Regions from separate parts of the Mus musculus genome. Here all the other regions are linked to region 3. Evidence: chromatin contacts called from public HiChIP or PLAC-seq and promoter capture Hi-C data. All regions are on one chromosome and are shown on one strand. The core of a region is the stretch at or near the end of the contact, and the rest is flanking DNA. Distances in the headings are between cores, read along the strand shown.

What was found. Promoter capture Hi-C pulls out the DNA fragments that hold promoters and counts their contacts. HiChIP or PLAC-seq counts read pairs in DNA pulled down with a chosen protein or histone mark.
Region 1: a contact with region 3 is called in an HNF4G HiChIP or PLAC-seq map of pancreatic cancer cells. The contact joins the promoter of Iqank1 here to the promoter of Zfp7 in region 3. A contact is called at or near these places in 1 of 39 promoter capture datasets (liver), 1 of 115 datasets of contacts at active chromatin or transcription factors (pancreatic cancer cells) and 1 of 9 other capture datasets (liver).
Region 2: a contact with region 3 is called in a promoter capture Hi-C map of the C10 cell line, with 4 times the contacts expected there. The contact joins the promoter of Cyc1 here to the promoter of Zfp7 in region 3. A contact is called at or near these places in 4 of 39 promoter capture datasets (the C10 cell line, erythroid cells, neural stem cells and 1 more), 1 of 484 Hi-C or Micro-C datasets (CD4 T cells), 1 of 115 datasets of contacts at active chromatin or transcription factors (bone marrow-derived macrophages) and 2 of 9 other capture datasets (adipose tissue and pancreatic islet).

Annotation. Positions count from the first base shown.
Region 1 is chr15:76,007,896-76,011,567 of GRCm38.p6, forward strand. It overlaps Iqank1 (IQ motif and ankyrin repeat containing 1), which reads left to right and starts at 1,974. Exons shown (of 14, transcript NM_001370920.1): 1 at 1,974-2,050; 2 at 3,441-3,529. The coding sequence starts at 3,445. It overlaps Fam83h (family with sequence similarity 83, member H), which reads right to left and starts at 1,603. Exons shown (of 5, transcript NM_001168253.1): 1 at 1,479-1,603.
Region 2 is chr15:76,342,205-76,345,869 of GRCm38.p6, forward strand. It overlaps Cyc1 (cytochrome c-1), which reads left to right and starts at 1,319. Exons shown (of 7, transcript NM_025567.3): 1 at 1,319-1,488; 2 at 2,098-2,294; 3 at 2,378-2,504; 4 at 2,608-2,765; 5 at 2,849-3,009; 6 at 3,273-3,373; 7 at 3,451-3,665. The coding sequence starts at 1,360. The coding sequence ends at 3,555.
Region 3 is chr15:76,877,575-76,880,986 of GRCm38.p6, forward strand. It overlaps Zfp7 (zinc finger protein 7), which reads left to right and starts at 1,679. Exons shown (of 5, transcript NM_145916.3): 1 at 1,679-1,779; 2 at 3,165-3,208. The coding sequence starts at 3,206.

The DNA.
Region 1 (3,672 bases), core at 724-3,223, 870 kb before region 3:
GTGCCTTGAGGAGTGGGCCAGCGATGCTGACAGGATGGCAGCTCTGGTATTAGGGGATACTTGTTCAATGACGTTGGGGGTCCAGCGGGACTCTGCTGTGTATGACCCAGGGAGCTACAGTGTCTGCCACCCCTAGGGGCATGGCGTAACACATTAGCAAGTCCAAGTGTGACAGAGATTGGAGGTGGGGACACTCCTATGTCTACTGGCCCTAAGAAGAGTGCTCCGACTTCCCTCTGGGGCATTGCCCTGACCTAAGGCTGTTGCTTTTCCTTCCTGTCTGCAATGTGAGGCGTGGCACACTGTTCTGGGGAGATGGAAGCAGAGCACCTGGGGTCTGATGCGGGCCTGTCTGCTTGGACAGGTCTCAGACTGGAGCCAGCTCTCCTAGGCAGCATTCCCACACTACCTGGGGATCCTAGCATGCTCACGCTGAGGGGACACTTCCTTGTATAAGACTGAGAACTGATACTGTCTAGCCAGTGGTGAGAACCCTCAGAGACACATGGGTTGGGAAGTGGCCTTAGTCCTGAGCGGCCACTGTGGTACCTGACCTCACAGAAGTCACACACGACCTTAAATGCCCTTACAATCATTCACTGGTACACATCGCCCCTTGACGATAGACGGGGCGGTGACCACTCCTATCAGCGATGAATCCAACAGCCTGCTCACTGACATCTGCCTATCCAAGTGGGGCCCTGCTTAAGGAAGGAGCCTATCCCACCCAAACCAGTGACTCAGCAGGAATTTTTTGTTCCTGACCTCCTACCTGAAGCTAGCCCCAGGCCCTTCACCACAAGTAGGGCAAGAAAATGACCCTTTCCTCTCCTGTCTGGCAGGAGGTAGTAGTGTTCCTGGGTCTGGAAGGGGGATCCATGGTTGAGGACCTTAGGCTACTACACAAAGAGGATGACAGGATGATTGTGATCAAGAAGGATTGGGGTTGTGGGGGACAAGAAGAACCTAGGAAGACCGGAAGTCGATGAATTATACAGCTTTCAGGTTAGGCACTGCAAGGCCCAAAGGTGTTACTGTACCCCAGGAAGTTAGCGGCTACCCAGGCCAGGTATCTTATCTGCCGATCCAGTCCAGGGATATGAGATCAGGAGTTAGGAGAGTCCAGTTTTCCCTGCCTTCCACACAAGGACCCAGCCCTAGACACCCCGGTTCATGGCGGCTCGGGGAGAGGCTCCGGGAAAGGTACAGGTCATGTCCTGACAATACCTAGGCCGCCAGAGCGAATCGCACTGTTCAGTCTCCTACTTGCCAGCGTGACCCTGGAAAATCCCTCACCCAGTGCCCCGGAGCGCAGTCTCCCTGTCTCCCACCCAGTCCCAAAGCACGCGCTCACTGCACCGCCCGGCCCAGGTCCAGAGACCAGACCCAGGTGGCACCGCGCGGAGGCCCGAGCCTCCCGTCCCGTGTGCCTCGCCCCGCCGTGCTGTGCCCGGCCCGCTCCGGGGCGGGAGCCCTACCTGGCCAGGTGAGCGGGGTTTCGGCACAGGGGCAGCAGGAGCCCACCGCCGCCCAGCGGCCTCGCGGTCCCGTCCGTCCGACAGCCACTCCCCGCCGCGGCCCGCCCGCCCGTTCGGCCTGATTCACGCGCCCGCCCCCGCCCCGCCCGCGCTCTGCCTCCTGCCTGTCCGGGCAGCACCTGGGCGGGGCGGCCCCACCCCGACGCGCCCGCATTCCTGCGCCCTCCGCGCCCCGGACCCCGGCCGCGATCCCGGGTTCCCAGTGTGGCTTCACTGGCGCCCCCAGCCCACACCCCAACCCCGACCCCTGAGCGCTCTGGTGGAGCCCCAGAGCTGCGCTCCGGACCCTGGCCAGCGCCGCTCCGGATTTCTAGAGCCTCGTCTTTCCGGACACTGAAGCCCCTTGAACCTATTTGAAAACCGATCGCTCAAAGCCCCTACTGCCGACCCCTGACCCTCGCCCCGGAAGTTGGGGTAACTCGGAAGTTCCGGCTTAGTCGCTAGGAAACTGGCCAGCTCGACGCGAGGGGCGGAGCTTCTGGCCTCTGTGTTGCGAGAGGCAGGTGAGGCAGGTGAGGTCTCAGACGGGGGGGGGGGGGGGGGGTGTTTGGGTACCCATCTCACTCAAGTGACCGCCCTACCGTTCGCAGACACACCTCTAGTTTCCCCAGTCCACTCCCCGCAGGCTCATCTTCGCGCATGAGACCGACAGCATAGGAACTCCACGGACCTCCCCACTCATTTGCCCAACCATAAAGGTTCCTGCGCACTCACCCGTACCCATGGGACCCCTCAGGCACAAGGGAATCTGGAGTGATCCGCCAGCAGAAGCCCCTCTGCCACACAGAATCCCGCAAACCAATCGTACCCCCCAAGTCCCCATCTCACATGAGGATCACTCTCTAAACTGCTCCAACAGTGTCGGTCCTGGCACCCACTGATCCTTTCCTGTGCAAACCAACTGAAGACACAAAGGTCCCGTCTTAATACATGCACATTAAAAGAGGCTGCACCCAAGATGCTGCAAGTACTGGATCCTCTACAGACAGGGAACCTCATGGTTGTATCGACCCCAACACATCACCCGTACACCTAAGGACTTAGTTCCTCCTAGAGCCCTAATCTACCCAGCCCTCCCTCCAACCCACTCCTCTACGCATGCCGTGCCCTGAACTCAGTCACATGTCCAAGCCAGCTTCCTACCTACCACTTCTCCTGTCCTAGATTCTCAGTGTCTGCCACCTGCCTGAACATTGTCCGTAAGACAGCTTACTTTCAGTCACTTTCTGGTCCTACTTTTAGGATAACATTTCATTAACTCCATCCCCAAATGCACTCTGGAGCCCTGCGGCCCCAGCCTAGTGGGTACATAAGTGTATGGAGTCAGCGATTGCACTACCCGCTTTCCTATTCATTGGCCCTGTGAGGGGTTCTAGGGCACTGGAAGACCCTACTAAAACAGGAGCGGAAAGTTCTTCCAAGAGGAGTGAATGGGGGGCCTGCCTTGTATACTAGGGAGAAGGGCATTGCTTCCAGAACCAGACAGCAGAGATTCCCAAGGCCAAGAAGGAAGAGGGTTTGCGGGTGGGGAGGGGCTGTGTTCAGCAGACCCACGTTGGCAGTAGTTGAAAGCAAGTCCGCAGAGCTCAGGCTGTTGAGCTTCTAGCCCAGCGATTTAGAGGATGGTGTTAGAACACAGAAGGACAGGCAGATCCAGAATTGTAGAGGACGGGGGTACCAGCATAAAGGGACACATCCTCTTGCTAGGTATCCTTCCTCGAGCTACTGGGCACATCCTTAGACCACCAGGGGCGGGCAGGTGGACCAAGAAGCTGGCTGGGGGACATGCTGGAGGTCTATGCTCCTGCTGCATGTTCATCCAGGGCCGGGGCAGTATTCCCACTGCCTTGTTCGCTGCCCTCCTGAATGTACCATCCCTGGACTTTTCCTTCCCACCCCCAGGAGAATGAGCACTAAGAAGGGGGGGCCCAAAGCTGCATCAGGGAAGGGGCAGGCGCTCCTCCCTGGGTCCAAGCTTCGAGCTACTGCTGGTGAGTGCCCCCTCTGACCTCCAGGGCACTACCCCAACACTGACCACGAGACCACTAGGCACACAGAAACCCTTTCTCTCCAAGTGGTTTCCAAGAGATCTTTCAGTTGGGCGTGGAATGATAGATTTGTGACTCAAAGCTCA
Region 2 (3,665 bases), core at 69-2,568, 540 kb before region 3:
GGAACTCTCACTGCGCCGCTGATTCCAGGCCAGGCTTCAGCCATCACAGAGATTTGTCGTGGCACACTGAGTGTGACGCTCTTCACAGGTACACAAACTGCTCGCTTGTCTCCTGAGCCAGCAGTCAGCTCTCACCTGCCTTGGAAGAACCTTGTCATCACCCCACCACCACCCAAATCCCTGTACCCCTCATACTGGCAGAATTAGTCTGCTTTCTGCTTTTGTGTACTCGCCCACTTAGGTGAACGGAATCATATACATGTGGTCTTTTTTTTTTTTTTGGCTTTTTCGAGACAGTTTCTCTGTATAGCCCTGAACTCACTTTGTAGACCAGGCTGGCCTCGAACTCAGAAATCTGCCTGCCTCTGCCTCCCAAGTGCTGGGATTAAAGGCTTGAGCCACCACTCTCAGCTTTTTTTTTTTTTTTTTTTTTTTTTTTTTTTTTTTTTGTCTTTTGTGTCTGACTTCTACTTCATATGGTGAGCTCAAGGTTCATGCATGCTGGCACTTCTCCCATGCCTCACATCTCACACTAGAATGAAAAAGTTCACCCATATGGGTGTGCCATGCTTTGTCTATCCACTCACCAGCTGGTAGACATAGACGGGTTGTTTCTGTCTTGAGCTACTGAGAATAGTTTTGATGGGGGCTGGAGAAGTGGTTCAGTGGTTAAGAACACTGTCTGCTAAGTACAGAGGTCCTGAGTTCAATTCCCAGCAACCACATGGTGGCTCACAACCCTCTGTAATGGGATCTGATGCCCTCTTCTGGTGTGTCTGACAGCTACAGTGTCAGTGTCAATGTAGATTTTAAAAAAGGGCAGCACCAAGTGCCACAGTGATCAGTCCCTTACATCCAGAGGGAGCTGCAGCTTATCTTTGTAATGGACGGGTACCCCCACTTAGATATGCTCTCATTAAGAAAATTGAATTATGGACTTTATATGAGGGTTTAAAAGAAAGTTAGTCAGGGGAAGTTTCTATGCTGGGTCGCCTGTGGAGCAGGGGAGAGCTGCTGTTAATCCCACACAGGCCATGGATGAGCAAGCTCTCAGAAGACTATCCAGTGGCTCAACTGGAGGGCGTGATTCGCGGGGCCGAGGTGAAGGAACTGGGGATATAGTAGAGAAGCCAGAAAAACAAACAAACAAACAAAGCAGATGTTGTCATTGTAATTAGAGTTGCGGCCAGGCTCAACCCGGACTAGAGGAGCCGGGCAAGGGACAGTCCTGGTCCACTGATGGACAGCTCCCTACCCAGCTCCGCCTAGGTCCGCCCACTGTGTTGCTCTCGCGTGGTCTGAGCTCTCGTCGGCCCGCAGGGGCCGACGGGAACGGCGGCCGCACTAAAGGGGGCCGACATGGCGGCGGCGGCGGCTTCGCTTCGCCGGACGGTACTGGGCCCGCGGGGCGTGGGGCTTCCAGGTGCAAGTGCTCCGGGTCTGCTGGGCGGCGCGCGGTCCCGGCAGCTTCCATTGCGGACACCGCAGGTGAGTCCTGGCGCGGGCCCCGACCATCGCGCGCCCCTCAGCCCTGAAGGTCACGGCGGGGAGGCTCCGGGCGCGCGCCGGCATCGGTCTCCTGCGTTCCTCCTACAACTCGACGGGGTCCCCGCCGCCGGGCCGGCACACCCAGAAAGCCGGTCTGGGTGCCCACGCCTTGGAGTGGCAGGGCATTGTTGCTCTGAGCCCAGGGTCCCACTGTGATGGGGTCGGGACGGGAGATTGCAGCGAAGGGCTCGCCCGGAGCGACTGCCGAAGCCGGCTGTCCGGACCTGGCGGATACCCTGCAGTGACCCCAGCCTGACCTCAGCGGCCTGCAGGTGACCTTGGTCCGCTGCAGTACTCTGGGTCACTTAGGCTTGTCTCCTGGGTTAAGTTCCACGAGCATTCTCCATTTGCCCTCCAGAGCCGAGCCGTGGCCGAGGAGTTGGCTGCAGTAAGGGATCCAGCAGGCATTGGGCACGGTGTGTGCCTTGGGCGCTCTGCGTGCGGTGGTGGCCAGTGCGGGGTGGAGGTGGAGCGGAAGACATGGGCGTTCATTCAGATCCCCAGGTGGGCTGCTGGGGTCTTGGCAGGTGCTGAGCGGGGCTCTTGCAGGCAGTGTCCTTGTCCTCGAAGTCTGGCCCTTCTCGAGGCCGAAAGGTGATGCTGTCAGCGTTGGGCATGCTGGCCGCGGGGGGTGCAGGGCTAGCTGTGGCCCTTCATTCTGCCGTGAGTGCCAGTGACCTGGAGCTGCACCCCCCCAGCTACCCATGGTCTCATCGTGGCCTCCTCTCCTCCTTGGACCACACCAGGTGGGTGTGTTGCGGCGGGGCTGGGGGTGGAAGTTCCCGGGTGAATTCGAATCTTCAGTTCCTCTAATTCTTTATCTCTTTAGCATTCGGAGGGGTTTCCAGGTATACAAGCAGGTGTGCTCTTCCTGCCACAGCATGGATTATGTGGCGTACCGCCACCTGGTGGGAGTGTGCTACACGGAGGAAGAAGCCAAGGCGCTGGCTGAGGAGGTTCGGAGGGTGGGGGGGTGGGCACGAAAGAAGGTGGAGGATACAGGGATTGTGGTTTCAACTGTGAGGGACTAAAAGGTTGTGATGGGGTTCTTGGTGGCAGGTGGAGGTCCAGGATGGCCCTAATGATGATGGGGAGATGTTCATGCGGCCAGGGAAGTTGTCTGACTATTTTCCAAAACCATACCCTAACCCTGAGGCTGCAAGAGCTGCTAACAATGGAGCTTTACCCCCTGACCTCAGCTACATCGTTCGAGCTAGGTACTTGGGCTGCCCAGAGTATGGGGCTAGAAAGGGAGGGAAGCCAGCTTCTGTTAGAGACTAAGCCCTGGGTCTGGTTCTAGGCATGGTGGTGAGGACTACGTATTTTCCCTGCTCACTGGCTACTGTGAGCCCCCCACTGGGGTGTCATTGCGAGAAGGCCTCTATTTCAACCCTTACTTTCCCGGCCAGGCCATTGGCATGGCTCCTCCCATCTACACAGAAGTCTTGGAGTATGATGATGGTGAGTGTCCTTTGCCATGGGTTCTCTCCTACTCCTAGCATGCTTCCCTGATATTTCTGAGTCTGGAGGTCCATCTCCCTTCTCACCTGGAGTGCTTATTGACTGCATACTTAAAGAGGCTTTGGGGATAGCTTTCTTAGTCCTGTAAGGTTCCTATCCATGTGAAGTCATGGATATGGCTAATCCCTGCCTCTGTGCACCGAGGGTTACCCTTGATTGGCCCAAGCCCCCAACAGTAGCCTCGCTATTTGTTCTTGGCCCAGGCACCCCAGCTACCATGTCACAAGTAGCTAAGGATGTCGCCACCTTCCTTCGCTGGGCATCAGAACCAGAGCATGACCATCGAAAACGCATGGGTCTCAAGGTAAACGGTTGGGCAAGGGTCACAGTGGGCAGTTGGGGGTCTTTCCTGTGTCTTTTCTGAGCTCTCTTTGTTCCCAGATGTTGTTGATGATGGGCCTGCTGCTGCCCCTGACCTATGCCATGAAGCGGCATAAGTGGTCAGTCCTGAAGAGTCGAAAGCTGGCTTATCGGCCACCCAAGTGACCCTGTTCAGTATCTGCTTGTCATCTTGCCAGAACAAGCTCTCAGCAGCCCAGGAACAGTCCATGGCCTTCTCAGGCCTGGCCCTTTTCATCAGATACAAGGGCCAGGAG
Region 3 (3,412 bases), core at 429-2,928:
ACTCAGGGTCATGTCCACTCTGGACTCCCCCAGATGTTCCTGCCTCTGGCTGTGCTCTCTCCCTACAATAAGCTTTCTCCTCCACCATACCTGTACCTTAGGAGCAGACAGGTCCCTTTCTTTTTATTTCCTTTTTTTTTTTTCATTCACTTTGGACATAGTATAATGATCATGTGACTCCAAAAGCCTTCAGATGGGAGATTAAAAAAACTTAAATCAAGGGGCAGCACACATATACACAGACACATACGGCACACACATATACACATACACCACATACACACATACACAGACACACACACATACATGGCACACACATATACACATATATTATACACACATACACACATGGCACACACATATACACATATACCACACACATACACACATACACGGCACAGACACATACACATATACCACACACACACACACACACACACACAAATAGCACATACACAGCATAGACATTTACACATACATGCACAAACCACAAACATACACACACTCAAGGCACAGACACACACACACACACGCATGTGAATGTGCATACACACTCTCTCCTTTCTCATAGCTCCCTCTTTGCCACTTTCCAAGGACTATATCCTCTCCCCTCACACCCGCTCAGTAGTGCAGATACAATAGGCCCTCTATCCTCCTTGAAACATTTTCTTTATCACCAGTGACTCCATCCTTCACTTAGTTCTGCCAACCTCCCTCTCTCTATGCTAGTGTTTCCTTGTTACTAGAATCTAAAGGCCTAGGCTCTCTGACAGTTGAAGAACATGTTAGGGCAAGGAGAATTGACAGGAAAAAAATCAGGTTTATTCAGTAGCTGGCATTCTTTTTTTTTTTTTTTTTTCTTCGAGACAGGGTTTCTCTGTGTAGCCCTGGCTGTCCTGGAACTCACTCTGTAGACCAGGCTGGCCTCGAACTCAGAAATCCGCTTGCCTCTCCCTCCCAAGTGCTGGGATCAAAGGCATGTGCCACCACTGCCCGGCTAGTAGCTGGCATTCTTGAGAAGTTAAGATGTACTTTCTCCTCAAGACTCTTTTTTTTGTTTGTTTGTTTGTTTTTTCGAGACAGGGTTTCTCTGTGTAGCCCTGGCTGTCCTGGAATTCACTTTGTAGACCAGGCTGGCCTCAAACTCAGAAATCCTCCTGCCTCTGCCTCCCAGGTGCTGGGATTAAAGGCGTACGCCACCACCGCCCAGCTTTTTTTTTTTTTTTTTTTTTGGTTTCTTGAGACAGGGTTTCTCTGTGTAGCCCTGGCTGTCCTGGAACTCACTTTGTAGACCAGGCTGGCCTCGAACCCATAAATCCACCTGCCTCTGCCTCCTGAGTGCTGGGATTAAAGGTGTGCGCCACCACACCCGGCTTCTCCTCAAGACTCTTATCATTAAGGTTCAGGGACCCAAAGGGATTTTTGGTAAGGGAAAGCCTTTGGTAAAGCTTTTTGGGGTTGGTAGTGAGACTGTGGTTGGGTAGGCTCTTTCTCATCAGAAATGCATCCTCTGGCCCCGCCTCCTGGTCGTGCCTGGCCTTCGGTGACCTTCAGCCACACTTCCCGGCCCTGCCTCTCAGTCTCTAGCCCAGCCCTTTATGGGCCGTGACAACTTCTGGCCCCGCCCCCACCCCTGTAACCTGGCGGGGGGCGGAGTTAGAGAACAAACGGGGCGCGCTGGCCAGCGAGCGGAAGTCGCCCGGGTGGGGCACAGTGGGATAAGCTTGCAAAGCCCTTTCCGGTGGCTCTCTTGTTGGGATCCACCACGCGCCGGGGCAGGTGAGTAGGCGCAGTCGCTTTCCTTGTTTTTAGGGCAAGGGACACTTGGCTTTTACTCCCCAAAAGGATGGAAGGCGTGGGCGGCTCGGTGCTGTTGTGAATGCCTGGCCGAAGACGTGATCCCAGCGGAGTAGAATAGCCGAGCATCCCAGCTCTTCTAGCCTGCTCCCGGGCTCCAGTGTTGAACCTGAGCAAGGCTGCTTCCCTCCAGGCCTGGGGCTGGGTGCAACCTCCCTCATTCCTCGTGAGTAATCACTTTCTGGGACTATCTCTTCTCTCATTTCTGCACCTGAATGACCTGGAGTCGGTCACGCCTGCGGACTCAGAAGGCATCTCAGGATTTGCTCTTCTGTATCTGAGACCGCGATTTCCCATTGGTAGTCCAAATGCTGGGGTCTGAGAGGAGAATTCTTTTCTAGTGTTCACTGCTAATTGGCCAGTCTAGCCAGTGGCCAGATACCTGGGCCAAAAGCTACCTGGGAAAGTAGCTTCCTCTCTCCCATTTTGACCTGAAGGTGGGTGTTTGTGTGTGCAAGGAGGGGCCCAAGGGCTTTGGTTTAGCAGAAGGGGACTTCTCGAATCCTTTTTTGTCGTCATCCTTGTGACTTAGGGCAGCTGTAGCTCGTTCTGGAATTTAGGTACAGGTGAACAGGGATTGTTTTCCTTCTGAAGGCCTTTTTTTCTTTTTCCTGGACCTGACTGCTACTGCCTCCAGTTAACTCTTCCTTATCTTCTCTCCTTTGGCTCACACACTGGCTCACTTGGTCCCATTTTCAGATCCTGAAGTGCGTTTCCTACCTCAGCCACCAGCTTGGCCTAGGTCCCTGGGGGAAGGCATCCTTTAAACTTTACCAGCGTTTCTCATTTAAACACTTTACTAGTCCCCCCGTACTTCAGCACTGTTGTTGATGTGATCTTAGTTGTCCTTTCTACTAGATGTCCCATGAAGTCTCCCTCGTTGTTCAGTTGAATGTGTGGCCTATGGCAGCCATTTATTTATTTATTCATTCATTCATTCATTTATTTTTTGGTTTATCGAGACAGGATTTCTCTGAGTAGCATTAACTGTCCTGGAACTCATTCTGTAGATTAGGCTGGCTTCGAACTCAGAGACTAAAGGTGTGTTTTATACACACACACACACAACACACACACACACACACCTGCCGCAGCTGTACATCATGGCTCCAGCCCTTACTCCCACACAACACAGACAAGAAGGCTCAGGAGCTGATATTCAAATATCAGCCTTTGCCCAGTCTGGTGTGTCTGTGCGTCTGGCTTGGGTGGTAAAGAAGCAGTGGGGTACAGAGCCCCTCCAGTCACCCTGGGAACTGGGGAGCTTCCTCCCCTCTGACCTCTGATCTCGTTATGATTTCTCACAGGTGTCTGACTCAGGACAAGCGGATCCCACCCTCCAGATCTCATGGTAGGGAGCCTGGCTGCTGCCTGTATTCCCTCTCCACTCCTGTCAAGCCCCCACATCCTACCCTTTCCACTGGGCCTGATCGCATACCTAGCTTTGACCCTTACTGTGGCTCTGGCCAGGCTGGTCCCTGAGGGGGTGAATAAATGTCCGCCCAGACCAGAGTTTAGCTGTGTCTGTTCAGTGGGGAGGGGCATAAGGTCACTC